Regions from separate parts of the Sus scrofa genome. Here region 2 is linked to region 1. Evidence: chromatin contacts called from public HiChIP or PLAC-seq data. All regions are on one chromosome and are shown on one strand. The core of a region is the stretch at or near the end of the contact, and the rest is flanking DNA. Distances in the headings are between cores, read along the strand shown. Region 1 overlaps LOC110259444 (a long non-coding RNA gene). Region 2 has its middle 32 kb from the start of FEM1C.

The links. HiChIP or PLAC-seq counts read pairs in DNA pulled down with a chosen protein or histone mark.
Region 2: an H3K27ac HiChIP or PLAC-seq map of skeletal muscle shows a contact between it and region 1. The contact joins two enhancer-like sites. A contact is called at or near these places in 2 of 2 datasets of contacts at active chromatin or transcription factors (alveolar macrophages and skeletal muscle).

What each region holds. Positions count from the first base shown.
Region 1 is chr2:119,543,764-119,547,536 of Sscrofa11.1, reverse strand. All of the region lies in intron 1 of LOC110259444 (a long non-coding RNA gene), which reads left to right. Among named protein-coding and RNA genes, the nearest start is that of CCDC112, 65 kb to the right of the region's middle. Within about 2 kb of position 2,401, at least 1 of the 83 cell types and tissues checked has an H3K27ac peak or open chromatin away from gene starts, as enhancers often do. A contact at or near this core is called in skeletal muscle, where this site is marked.
Region 2 is chr2:119,689,231-119,693,340 of Sscrofa11.1, reverse strand. No RefSeq gene overlaps it. Among named protein-coding and RNA genes, the nearest start is that of FEM1C, 32 kb to the left of the region's middle. Within about 2 kb of position 2,695, at least 12 of the 83 cell types and tissues checked have an H3K27ac peak or open chromatin away from gene starts, as enhancers often do. A contact at or near this core is called in skeletal muscle, where this site is marked.

The sequences.
Region 1 (3,773 bases), core at 1,152-3,651:
GTTTTTGTTTCTGTTCCAGTTGTTTTAATCGTCTTTAAAAGGAGGGAAAAGCTCTGACTGAATTCTTGATCCTACAGTATGTATAGTTCAATTCTACACAAGGAGACCAGTTTTCTTGGATAATTGTTAAATAGACCAGTTTCAAGTGGAAGTCCTAGGAGGGTTTTGAACAACACACCGAGTGTTCAGCTCTCCTTTTCACTTATTGTTTTTATCACTCACTAATTTTATTACATTTATAGTTGTATAGCCATCATCACAACCAAATTTTATAGCATTTCCATCCCAAACCCTCAGTGCATTGCCCCACCCTCCAACCTGTCTCATTTGGAAACATAAGTTTTTCAAAGTCTGTGAATCAGTATCTGTTCTGCAAAGAAATTCATTGTGTCCTTTTTCTTAGATTCCACATGTCAGTGATAGCATTTGATGTTGGTATCTCACCATCTGACTGATTTCACTTAGCATGATAATTTCTAGGTCCATACATGTTGCTGCAGATAGCGTTTTTTCTTTCCTTTTAATGGCTGAGTAGTATTCCATTGTATGTATGTACCACATCTTCTTTATTCTCTCCTCTGTCAGTGGACATTTAGGTTGTTTCCATGTCTTGATTGTTGTAAATAGTGCTTCAATTAACATTGGAGTACATGTATCTTTTCAAGTTATGGCTTTCTCTGAATAGATGCCCAGGAGTGGGATTACTGGATCAAATGGTAATGCTATTTTTGGTTTTCTGAGGAATCTCCACACTGTTTCCCACAGTGGTTACACCAATTTACATCCCCACCAAAAGTGTAATAGGGTTCCCTTTTCTCCATACCCTCTCCAGAACTTATGGTTTGTAGGCTTTTTGATGATGGCCACTCTGGCCAGTGTAAGGTAGTACCTCATAGTGGTTTGGATTTGTATTTCTCTAATAATGAGTGATGTTGAACATCTTTTCATATGTTTTTTGGCCATCTGTATGTCTTCTTTGGAGAATTGTTTAGATTTTCTGCCCATTTTTTGATGGGGTTGGTTTTTTTTGGTATCGAGATACAGAAGATGTTTATAAATGTTGGAGATTAATCCCTTGTCAGTCACTTCATTTGCAGACATTTTATCCAATTCAGTGGGTTGTCTTTTCATTTTGTTTAGGGTTTCCTTTGCTGTGCAGAAACTTTTGAGTTTAATTGTCTCATTTGTTTATTTTTATATTTATTGTCATTACTCTAGGAGGTGGATCTGAGAAGAGTTGCCATGGTTTACGTCAGAGAGTGTTTGGCCTGTGTTTTCCTCTAAGAGTTTTATAGTATCTGGTCTTATATTTAGGTCTTTGATCCATTTTGAGTTTATTTTATGTAGGGTGTTAGGGAGTGTTCTAATTTCATTCTTTTCCATGTGGCTGTCCAGTTTTCCCAGCACCACTTATTGAACAGGCTGTCTTTTCTCCATTGTATATTCTTGCCTCCTTTGTCATAGATTAGTTGACTGTAGGTGCTTGGGTTTAATTCTGGGCTTTCTATCCTATTCCACTGATCTATATTTCTGTCTCAGGGCAAGTACCATATGGTTTTGATGACTGTAGCTTTGTAGTATAGTCTGAAGTCAGGGAGTCTGAGTCCTCCAGCTCCATCTTTCTTTCTCAGGGTGCCTTTGGCTATTCTGGGTCTTTTGTGCTTCCAAACTTTAAAATACTTTGTTTGAGTTCTGTGAAAAATGTCCTTTATAGCAATACAAGCCTACCTCAGGAAACACACACTGATGAATATTCCTGAGAGCTTTGCCTCCAGTGTCCCTCACCCATGACGAGCCACAGTTACCCCCTGTTTTCCCAAGAGATCCTTCAAGAACTGCAGTCAGATCTGACCCAGATTCCTGTGGAGTCTTTGCTTTGCCTTGGGACCCAGTGTACTTGAAATCCTGTGTGAGCCTTTCAAGAATGGGGTCTCTGTTTCCCCCAGTCCTGTGGAGCTCCTGCACAGAAGCCCCACTGGCCTTCAATGCCAGATCCCCAGTTGTGGGGACCCAACATGGGCCTTAGAATTCTCACTCCTGTAGGTGAGTCTCTGATACAGTTACTTTCCAGTCTGTGGGCTTCCCACATGGGAGGTATGGGGTTACTTATATTGCATAATCGCCCCTCCTACCATCTTGATGTGGTCTCCTCTGTCTTCTGGAGTAGGTTATCTTTTTGAAAGTTTTCAATCCATTTGATCAAAGGTTGTTCAGCATTTGGTTATAATTTTGTTTTTATGAGAGAAGGTGAGCTCCAGTCCTATTCTGCCATCTTAATCCCATCTCCTCAGCTCTTCCTTTTAAAATGTGGGGTTTGCTGGGACACTGGCGTTACAGTGCTTCACCACCAAACGCTTGGCCTGGCACTCTTGGGTGAGCTGGCCAAACTCTTCCCCAGTCAGACAGCCACAAGAATGCAGTCCTCAGTGCCCTTGCTGATTCTCATCCTGTCTCCTGAGCACTTATCTTACCTCATCTGACCTTCTTGGCATCTTAGCTTTTGCCTTGCCTCTCTTTGGCCACACACTTGCTCTTTAGTCCCAGTGCCTGGTGACCAGCCCTCGCTGTCTCCCCTGTGCTCTGGTTTGCACTCACACCTCGAATTCCCTCTGCTCCCTGCTGCTCTTGGCAGTGGGTCCCCCCAGTCCCTCCAGACCCTCAGCCCTTGCCCCAGGCTAGTGCACATGTGTCTGTGGGCCTACTCTTGCCTCAAGAAAAAGTACTAACAAACTTGTTTTATTTTTTTTTATTTTTTTATTTTTTTGTCTTTCTGCCGTTTCTTGGGCCGCTCCCGCGGCACATGGAGGTTCCGGGGCTAGAGGTCGAATCGGAGCTGTAGCTGCCAGCCTACGCCAGAGCCACATCAACGCAGGATCCGAGCTGCGTCTGTGACCTACACCACAGCTCACAGCAACGCCGGAACCTTGACCCACTGAGCAAGGGCAGGGATCGAACCCGCAACCTCATGGTTCCTAGTCGGATTCGTTAACCACTGCGCCACGACGGGAACTCCACAAACTTGTTTTAAAACAGACAGTTTTTAATTGGTTCTAAACAGCTTTTACCCATTCTATGACATGTTGATTCTGTAATTCTCTAGGTTCAATATTTGTAGTTATTGATCAATTGGTAAACATATCTTGAGACTAGACTCGATATTCCGTGCTAGGTTTGGCTTGGAGAAGTTACCTAGCTACCTTCACCTGAAGAGAGCACACGGGTGATCTGGCTGTGAGGTCTGTCTTCCCATACTTAGAGGAGTTGACTATGCTTATCTCCAGTTGGAAGAGACCACTTTCCCTCCTAGTCCGTCCACATGGGCATCTCCATGCTTAGAGGAGTTGACTGTCCTTATCTTCAGGTTCAGACCACTTTCCCTCCTAGTCCTTCCACATGGGCATCTCCTGAAACTGTCAGAAGAGAGACATCGTTCCCAGATGGACCATTCTTCACAAAGTGCATGCCCATTGTCAAGTGCAGAAACAAGAAGTGGAATTTGTTGTCCAGGGTACTTATGTCAGTTGAAGTAGCTAGGGAGAAACTCAATATATACTAGCTCTGGAATAACATGCCAGACAATGCTAACATAGGATGCCTCTGAGATGGGGACCAGGCAGCTGGGGAGTCAGGGAAAGAAAGGACAGTTTTTACTGTATATGCTTTTATAACTTTTGAATTTTAAACCATTTGAATATTACAGCTACTAAAAACAAAACAAACAAACAAACAAAAAAACAGGTAAAATGTTTTAAAATGTTAAGTCCTCCAAAAGG
Region 2 (4,110 bases), core at 1,446-3,945, 150 kb before region 1:
TGATTGTTCAGCAAATCTAGCTCAAGTTTCTTTTTACTGCTTTTGCTGCTTTTCAAGCTTTTTAATGTTAAATTTAGAAGTTGTATTACTGAAATACAATCAGAATTTCAGTTGGTGAAATTCGTCTTCCTGACATTCCGAATAGACTTTAGCAATGAAGAGATATTTGAGAACTTTTAGGAGTAGTTAAGGGCAAGGTTAAGGAAGAGTCTTTCATTTTCTTTCTTTTTTTTTTTTTTTTTGCTGTATGTGTGGCCTGTGGAAGTTCCCCAACCAGGGACTGAATCTGAGTTGCAGCTGTGACCTAGGCCACAGCCATGGCATGCAGGATCCTTAACCTTTGCTGGGCCAGGAAATAAACCTGTGTTGTCTCAGAGACAGTGCCACATCCTTAACCCACTGTGCCACAGTAGGAACTCTTGGAAGAGTCTTTTAATTATTTTCTAAAAGATATTTACTAAAAGGAAATTATACTCTATGTTTAGAGAGAAACACCAGAACTATTTGCGCTAAAAGCCCAAATAAGAGAATTGCTGTTAATTCCCAGACCACCTTGTAGATTCTGTACTGAATGCACTGGCTTTTCTTTAGGCCCCCAACTACTTTGCCTCCATTCAGTGACATGAGAGAATATTGTTAGATCAGACTATCAGACCTTAAATTCCTCTAGGCTGCAAATCTACTGAAGATTAGGGGAAAGACTTTCTGACAGAAGAGAAATAATTTAGGAGGAATTGATAAGTGTAAATTCATACATTCAATAAATTTTTTGACCATCAAGCACTATGCAGTGCATGGGGATATAAAGATTAATAGTACAACCCAGCCGTTGAAGACAGAGCACTATTTTTAAGGAGGCAAACGTAATTTTCAACTGCTAAGAGCAGAGTGTTTTTCTAACTTTCAGGTTTAATAAGAATTGAGAAAGATCTTGAATTAAGATTGCATTATATTGGAATTTCTGTCATGACTCAGTGGAAATGAATCTGACTGTGTCCATGGGGGCGTGGGTTTGATCCCTGGCCTTGCTCAGTGGGTTGGGGATCGGTGTTGCCGCGAGCTGTGATGTGGGTCTCAGACTCAGCTCTGATCTGGTGTTGCTGCGGCTGTGGTTGTAGGCTGGCAGCTGCAGCTCTGGTTTGACCCCTAGCCTGGGAATCTCCATGTGCCACGTGTGCAGCCCTAGAAAGACAAAAAAGAAAAAAAAAAAGATTACATTATATTGCTTTGTACACTTGAACAAAGAACATTGTTCACATTTTTAGGACTCTCTGGCTACTTCATCTTTTTTACCAAAAGAGGGTTAGAGGAAAAGTGCATAGTCCATTAATTGAATTTTCATTGTCTTTTTGAGATCACTGTTGTGCTAAAACTTGTACTTTATATTTTATTTGACATGTATAATTTTCCTTACATAAAATAATAGGAGCTATCCTTCGAGTGGGTGAAAGTGTGTGTGTGTGTGTGTGTGTGTGTGTCCAAGTGATGTCTTTTGTATTCTGAACTCGTTAAATCTGGCCCATGCTGTGCATTCAGAATCCATGCTCCCCATGATTGAAAAGCAGTCATAGTCTACCAGGTTCATTAACAAGATCTGTTTTTTCTAGTCTGGACTTTCAAATAATTTTTTTTTATTAAAAGGTAGAATTGGCAGGAAAAATAAAGATGAGTGAGGAATCGAAAATAAATCTCACAGTTTTAACCTTTTGTTACTCTTTTAGGCCATCTAAAACTACCTTTAAAAAATCTTAAAACTGATCCAGAAAATTTAATTCCTTAGCTACCACTAGAATGGGAGGAATTTGGGTTGAAAACACTTTTTTTCTTTTTTTTCTATTTTGCAACCTTAGTTTACAGTTTGGTCCTTAATGTTACAGGTGAAAATGATTTCAGAATATTAATCAAAGGAGAATGTACTGAGGACAGTGTTGGAATGGAACCCAAGTATGTGAATGCTTTGATCACCAGTGGGACATGGGGCTTTTGTTTTGCTTCATTTTAAATTTAAGTTTGTCTTTTAACAATTGCATTTTAACTTACTGACACTTGATTTCTAATTCACTTGGACTTAATTTCTAATGTCTTATTTGCCATGCTTTTTATTTAGCTTTTACTTCTTTCCTACCTTTAAGGAGATTGTTTTCTGTGTTTCTAAATTTGCTTAGAATTTATACATTCCACTTTTTCAAAGACATTTTTAGTGACTTCCTTTATATATTTGTAACATGTGTACTGGGTTGAATTGTGGTCTCAAAAGATATGTCTATCCAGGACCTCAGAATATGACCTTGTTTGGAATAAGGGTCTTTGCAGATATAATTAAGGAAAGGATCTTGAGATGAGATCATCTGGGATTAGAAAGGGCCATGAGCCCATAAGAGACAGAAAAAGAGACAGGAGACAGCAGGGGAGAAGGCCCTAACCTTCAGTATATTTGCAGCCTACAGGAGTTTAAGGAAGCTGTGTGAACACGGAGGCAGAGGTTGAGTGGTGTAGCTACAAGTTCAGGAGCACCAAGGGTTGCGGGCAGCCACTAAAAACTAGGAGGGAGGCACAGAACAGTCTTTCTCAGAGCCTCCAGAGGAATGATCTCTGTTGACACTTGGATTTTGGAATCTGGCTTCCCCAGCTATGAGAGAATAAGTTACTGCTGTTTTAAGCCAAGTTTATGGGGAAGTGTTATGACAGCTCTAGAAAGCTTGCACAACCTGCATACTGACTCAACAGAGCTATGGGTACTACATGAGCCTTGCAACGTTTTAACTCCTGTCACCTCTCTCATCATCTAGGTGGTTACAGATCTAAGCCGATGGTTCACCTTGGTTTTATCCTCTCCTCCCATCCGCATGAATCATTGTGTTGTTGTTTTAGTTTGTGCTCAGATGTTCTTATTTACCAGTTTTGTTAATGGCATTACTTATTACTTGCGTTTGTATTCCTTCATTGAGGGAGTGGAGAAATTGTCTTCTTTTAAAGCACTTTAGACATTTTAAAGATACATATTAAAGTACCTTTAATATTCTTTTGGGGGCAGGGGTAGCAGCTTTTCCCTCAGCATTTGGAAGGGACTATTACATTATCTTTTGGCCTCTAATGTTTCTGAGAAGTCCTGTCATTCTTTGTTCCATTGTGGGTCATGTGGTTTTGTTTTTTTTTTTTTTTCGTCATTTACATTATGATTTTGTCTGTCTTCAGCATTTTGCAGTTTCCTTCTGATGTGACTAGATTGGGATTTATTTGTCCTGCTTGTGACTCATCATGATTCTTCAGTCTGTGGGCTGATGCCTTTCTTTCATTCTGGGAAGTTATCATGCATTATATCTTTGTTTATTCTTTTTTTTTTCCTTCCTCATTCTTTTCATTCTTTTTCATTTTTGGCCACACCCACAGCATATGGAAGTTCCTGAGCCAATAGCTGAATCTGTGATGTAGGTCACAGGGGCAGAAATGGTAGATCCTTAACCCACTGTGGCACAGCAGAAGCTTCTCATTCTCTTTATTCTATTTTTGTTACTCCTATCAGACATATTTTTAAACTTATCTCTTGTCTCTTACCTTTTCTCTTGTCTTCCATCTCTCTGTACTAGACTCTAATTTTCATAGATCTTTCTTCCTTTCATTAATCTTGTCATTTCTGCTTAATCTGCAAACACAACTATGAAGTTTTAAAATTTCAATGCTTTTATTTTTAGAAGTTCTATTTTGTTCAAGTTTTCCTGTTCCTTTTTGAATCTCAATCTCATCATTTTAAGCATTCCTACTTTATCATCCCTTGCAGGTGTATTATACTGAGAGCCTGGCATGCCAATCCCTCTGTTTATAGAGCTGCTCTCTTCAGGATGGCTCCTTGTCTCTTGGAGGTTTTAATTTAATTATTCAATTTAATTTAATTTAATTAATTTAATTTAATTTTTCTTTTTGGCTGTGCTGGTGGCATGTGGAAGTTCCTCCTGGGCCAGGGACTGAGCCCATGCCATAGCAGCAATCCAAGCCACTGCAGTGACAATGCTGGATCCTTAACCCACTGCCCCTTCACCACAAGGGAACTCTTGTAATTTCATTTTTGTAGCTATCCTCAGCATGTGGTATTTCTTCAAGTGGAAGACTTGT